Regions from separate parts of the Muntiacus reevesi genome. Here region 1 is linked to region 2. Evidence: chromatin contacts called from public Hi-C data. All regions are on one chromosome and are shown on one strand. Each heading gives the region's core, a stretch centred on a gene start, on an enhancer-like site or on the middle of the called end of the contact. The rest is flanking DNA. Distances are from core to core; before and after follow the strand shown.

Region 1 (2,796 bases), core at 81-2,580, 180 kb after region 2:
AGCTGATTCTGACCGAGTATCCTGAGAAACCCAACAATATTATATCAGAAAGGCAGGGGTATTGGCCCTGAGACGGTGGTCACAGCACAGCAGCTACTAAGGAAGTGAGGCGGCCGTGCAGTATACTGCCTGGCGGTGGAGGCTCTGGAGCGAACACTCAGGTTTGAATCCTGCAGCTTGCTATGACCTGTGTGACTTCACCTCTCTGAAAAACAGGGACAGGAAGAGGATCCACCACCAAGGTTATTAACCTAGGAACTAAGTCAGCACAGTACCTGATACACAGTAAGTACTCAGTCAACTTTAACTGCTATTTGTCAGCCAGCACACTTTGATGCAGTGTTTACTAGGCTCTCCCTTAATACCCAACTGACCAAGCATCCAATCAGTCTAACTGGAGATGAGCAATCGAAATCATTCTTGATCCCTCCTACTCCCTCACCCCTATACTTCAGCATCATGGAGGCCATCTCCAAATGGAGATGACCCATTACCACCACCTAGGCCCAAACCCACCCCTTACCTGGCCCCTCGTTTACCCCTTGCCCCCTTATAGCCTTTGCTCTACAGAGCAGCCAGAGGGATCTTTCGAAGTCTCAATCCATTATATCATAACTCTCTTCCCACCACAAACTCCCTTAAACTCCCTGTGCAGGTCTCCACGGCCCTCCAGTGGCCTGGGCCCCACACTTCTTCCACATCCCGACTCCTGCGCGATTACTAGGCCACTCACACTTCTTTTCTGTTCCTCTTCTGGCCTGGACTGGAGCGGTGCAGCCCAGGTCGGTGTGGGGGCCCAGACACTGCATTTTGAAAAAGCGGTTCAGGTAAACCAAAGGCCCAAAGAGGTAATGGGTCGGGATCCGGAAAGCTGGGCAACGGGCAGAGGAAGGATGGCTAGAGAGGAAAGGCCTGGCACAGACGAGCTTAATATGTGCCAAATAGAGGAGTCAAGCGCGGCGCTGTGCCACGCATTCGACATTTGGCCAACATGATCTCACAACCGCCCGGTCTGTCGTCACAGCCCTTGGCCCACAAGACTAGGTCAATTCACAGCGAGCCGAAGCTGGAGCCAGATTCCGGAACCTGCGCGCTGCCCTAGGAGCTCGCAAGCGCAACCGCAAAACCCGGGCCCCTGCCCCGCGGACAGGCCTCCTACCTGCCGTTTGTCCGCCAGCACCTCCTCGGCGAGCTCCTCCACCTCCACCAGGTACTGCAGCACCCGCTCCGCCTCGGGCGACAGCATGATGCCTGCCACCCGCAACTCCGCCTCGACACGATCCTATCGAGTTCACCTCCGGCTCTGCGTCGCTGCAACTCCGTCCGCGCACGCGCCGCTCTCACAGAGCTTCCGGTACGCATGCGCAGTTGAAAGAGGAACGGAGGCGCGCAGGCCCCAAAGCTCGTGCGAAAGCGGACGCGAGAGGCGGGGCCTAACTTGGGGGCGGGGCTGGAGCGCCCCCTGCAGGTCCAAACCTCTTAACCTCGCCCTCCCTTCAGATTGTTCTTAGGCGCTGAGGATGCGGAAGTGAACAAAACGAAGTCCCTGCCCCTCGCGCTACTTCATCTAGTGGGTAACATAAACAATTGATGACAAAACAAATAATTATATACTATGGCAGGCAGTGATAGGGCTTTGGAGAAATCAAACCATTCTTCCTCTGCCTCAGGAGCACCAAGGAAGCAAGTGTAGCAGTTTCCGATTTATAAAATGAGAGTGAATAAAAATCCTTCTCATTGTGTTTCCGCAGGATTGGAAGGAGGCAGGAATCTTAAAATTCAGTTTGACCTCACCTTTCATTGAGCCCCTGTGTTGGACCCAAAGTCAGGAATAGCTGACCTAGACCCAAGGAAGGGCGGTGAGTGATGAAGTGCCAGCTCAGAAGAGAGTTGTATGAGTGCTGGAAAGTGAATCATTGCGGGCTGTAGGAGCTGGGAAGATCTCCAAGAAGAAGCAGGCAGGTGGAAAGTGGATGCCCTTCCGAAGCAGAAGATTCCCTAGAGATCTTCACACCCAAACTCCTCATTGTACAGCTGGAAAAGCCAAGGTTCAGAGGGTGGTGAGGGTTTTAAAAAGTCAACAGCAGACCCAGTACTAGAGCTCTGACCTCTTGTCTCCCTGAGTCCAGCTTGTATTTCTCTCCTTTTGGCCACTGTAACCAAGCCCTTTCACACCCCTTGCCTTCCTTGAATTTCACAGCCATCTTTGTATGGGTGGGTTATCACACATCTCGCAGCTGCACCCTGAGGCTTGCTCCTTGTCCCACCGCAAGCCAGGAGCAAACATGGCCCAGGATGCTCAAGCTTCCAGACCACAGCTGTTTCTGGATCCGGAAAAAAAAAGACCCCCCCCACCAAGTTGTGGCCCCAAAAGTCCTCGAAGCACCCTGTCTTTGCCTGGCCTTTGGTTTCTTTCAACTGATGAGGCAGTTAGTTTTCCCTGCAGCCACCTGGCATGGGGAAAGAAGGAGATTCATTAAGGATTCCTCATTAAGGGTGAATTTGTCGCCAAACCCAGGATGTTTTGTGTAAATACCTTCTGGTTCAGAAACGCAGACACAGGCCCTGTGAAGGAGGGGGGAACATTTGCCAAAGGAGAAACAGGGCTCACCAGGCATCCCTGAGGCCTGGACCCTCGGATTATCTCCCCTCCACCTTGGGGCTTAAAGGTGCCTGGGCCAGGCTGACCCCTGACCCCTGCCATATGGGCCTGGATGGGAAAAGGTTGAAGGAGGCCCCCAAATTGTCTGCTTCTTGGCTGTGACTGGCCCTCAGAGGGCACCCCTGGCCACTGGC
Region 2 (2,986 bases), core at 392-2,891:
CTGCCATGAGTATTACTCCTAGGGCTCCTAAAAGCTGTTAAAATATATCCAGATTTTATGCTTTAGTGACTATCTCCTTTTTTCTTAGACAGGGACATCTGAATTCTAATAATATTTGCCATGAGAAAGGTGCTCTTGGTGCCCCAGAGCCTCTGTGCTCAGCGTGAGGCACAGTGTGAAGTGGGAAAGCGTGGCAGTGACATTGTTCTTTGGTGTGTGGTCGTTCTAGGTGGGCAAGGCACTCCTGGAAAATGCACCGGGCTCTTGCTACAGACGGAGAATATTCAGGCGGGCGCAGATGACTTTAGGAAGTAACACGCAGCAACAGAGTGGACCATCCCTCCACACCTAGGATTCCTGGGCCACTCGGGTAACACGGCGCCAGAATCTGCAGCAGGCATCTCAGCCTCACAGAATGCTGGGTGGAATAACAGGGGTCCTGGGAGAACCCAGAGCCAAGACCATCTGGCTCAAACCCTTCTTGTCAACACAAATAGGTCCCGAGGCCTGAGATTTTGCCAGTGTCTCTTGGTTTAGAGCAGGGGTCTCAAAACTCAGTGGGCATCAGTATCAGCTGAGGGGCTGATAGAAAACAGATTGCTGTGCCCACTCTCAGAGTTTCTGATTCAATAGGTCTCACGTGGGACCTAAAATTTACATTTCTAATAAGTTTCCAATTATACTGATCATCTGGTCCTTTGAGAACTACTGGTTTGGAGTAATGCTTCTCAATCCCGGCTGCATATGAGAATTGCCTGTGCACTTGAAAGTGCCAGTGCACAAGCCCCACAGACTAATTAAAACAAAATCCCGAGGGGTGTGTGTGTGTGTGTGTGACTGTTGATCTTTTTGTTCTTGTTGCTGCTATTACCTCCTAAGTGATTATTGATGATAAATAGGACTAGATGTTCTTAATGCAAATCCCATCTTCTCCACTCAAAAAAATGTGATTTTAAACAAGTTTACTCAATTTCTCTAAGCCTTTGTTTTCTCTTCTACAATATGAGGGTAATAAAACCAAGGATGTTGGTGGAATTAAAGGAGAAAAGAACAATCCTTTAAAAACCGTGGCTTCAGGCACTAACATCCATCGGGCGTGGACTTGAATGAAGAGTTTGACAGACTCCACAGTTGGCAAAGTATCTAAGGGCCAGTCTATGTTGCATTGAAGGGTGCGTGCTAAGTGGCTTCAGTCGTGTCCCACTCTTTGCGACCTATGCACGTTAGCCCACCAGGCTCATCTGTTCATGGGATTCTCCAGCAAGAATACTGGAGTGGGTTGCCAAGCCCTCCTCCAGAGGATCTTCCCAACCCAGAGATCGAACCCGTGTCTCTTAGGTCTCCGTCGGCAGGCGGATTTTTAACCACCTATCCCAAAATAGTTTGTAGCGGAGCATTCTGGGCTTTGCAGTAACTTCCTTTGTCGAGTTGTTGCAACCGGCTCTCGCAGTTACACTACATTTCCCAGAAGCCTTCGGGGCCGGTTGTTTGCTTGTCCCTCACCCTGACTTCCGGCGTCGCCAGCATCTCAGGAGCCAACCGGAAGGCTGGGATTGCCGGTTCCCGGCACGCTGATTGGTGCGTTTGTGCAGAGTCTGCGTTCAAATTTTTCAACGGTACTGAATGAGTTCCGCGGCGGATCTTCGCGGCGGTCGGTTGACAGCGCTGGGCTGAGGCGAGCAGTGAGGAGGAAAGAGGAGCAATTGGGGCGCCCGGCGGCCTTCACCCTAATTTCAAGCGACTGGAGGTCTCCGCGTGGAGGGCGCAGCTACTGGGACGTGTACTGCGGGGGTGACGCCCTGACCCGCGGAGCTGGAGCGGAGCAGGAGCTGAGCTTCCGGCCTCCCTTCCATACAGGATTTCCCCGTGAAGTTCGGCGGGACCAGGTCTAGCAGGCTGTTTGCAGGTAGAGGCGGAGGCCAACGTGGGAAATAGAAGGAGGAATTAGGGTGAGGCTGTGGGCTTAGGGTAATGAAATTACCGTATCGTTACCCAGCACACAGGCAATAATAAGCGTTTACTAGACTCAGCACTGGGTGTTTTCTCATTTAATTTTCTCCCCAAGCCAGTGAAGTCGCTGCTAGTCTTAGCCGTCTTTTATAGGAGGGAAATGAGGCCCGTGATCTAGATAAATTTCTAGAAATGGGTGATACAGTAGCCCGTCCTCAAGACGTGTGGCGTTTGGTGGAGGAAAACAGGTGTAGCCACGAAACAACTGCATCTCATAACTATTTTGTAAAATAGAAAGGTAAAGGAAATGAGAACACAGTTGAAGGCGTGTAATTCGACTTGGAGTTGACTTTCTGTCGGGGGATTTAAAATTCATTCGATTTTATCAGCCCTCCCCCTTTGTGTGCATCACTGGGTATTATTGTCTTTCTAATTTCCTGTCCTAAGACATTTAACAGATTGGAGTGGAAAGAAAAAGTGAACCAGATTATAATATTGTAAGATTGTTTTTCTCCCTGTTTTCTTCATTGCTGCTGCTGCTGCTGCTAAGTCGCTTCAGTCGTGTCCGACTCTGTGTGACCCCATAGACGGGAGCCCACCAGGCTCCTCTGTCCACGGGATTCTCCAGGCAAGAATACTGGAGTGGGTTGCCATTTCCTTCTCCGGTTTTCTTCATTAGTGGTTTCTTTTTCGCACAATTTTCTAGTACTTAGGTACCAAGAACTTTCAATCAGTCCTGCTTAGGACAAGATAGCATCGGAGTGCTCTACAGATTTCGCTTTAAGATCATCACTTGAAGTTTGCCCTGATTCAGCCTTACCTTGTCTTGATAATCTATGGTCTGTCTTTGAAATTGTCTCATGAGATGTCAAAATTCGAACTATTTGCTGCAATACTAAGGATATTTTTGTGTTGCGGCCTCAGTGTATCACACCCCCTGTCAAGCCACCCCTAAATCAAACTTGAGTCCCTTTGGTTGGTTGTTTCGGTTTTGTACTGTGGGGTGTGTCAATTCGGTATTAGGTTGTCACTCTTG

The links. Hi-C and Micro-C count contacts between places; a contact is called where the count stands out from the background.
Region 1: a Hi-C map of muscle shows a contact between it and region 2, with 4 times the contacts expected there. The contact joins the promoter of PDRG1 here to the promoter of TPX2 in region 2. A contact is called at or near these places in 2 of 3 Hi-C or Micro-C datasets (blood and muscle).

What each region holds. Positions count from the first base shown.
Region 1 is chr2:59,793,689-59,796,484 of mMunRee1.1, forward strand. It overlaps PDRG1 (p53 and DNA damage regulated 1), which reads right to left and starts at 1,331. Exons shown (of 5, transcript XM_065921807.1): 1 at 1,160-1,331. The coding sequence starts at 1,246.
Region 2 is chr2:59,618,318-59,621,303 of mMunRee1.1, forward strand. It overlaps TPX2 (TPX2 microtubule nucleation factor), which reads left to right and starts at 1,642. Exons shown (of 18, transcript XM_065921797.1): 1 at 1,642-1,906.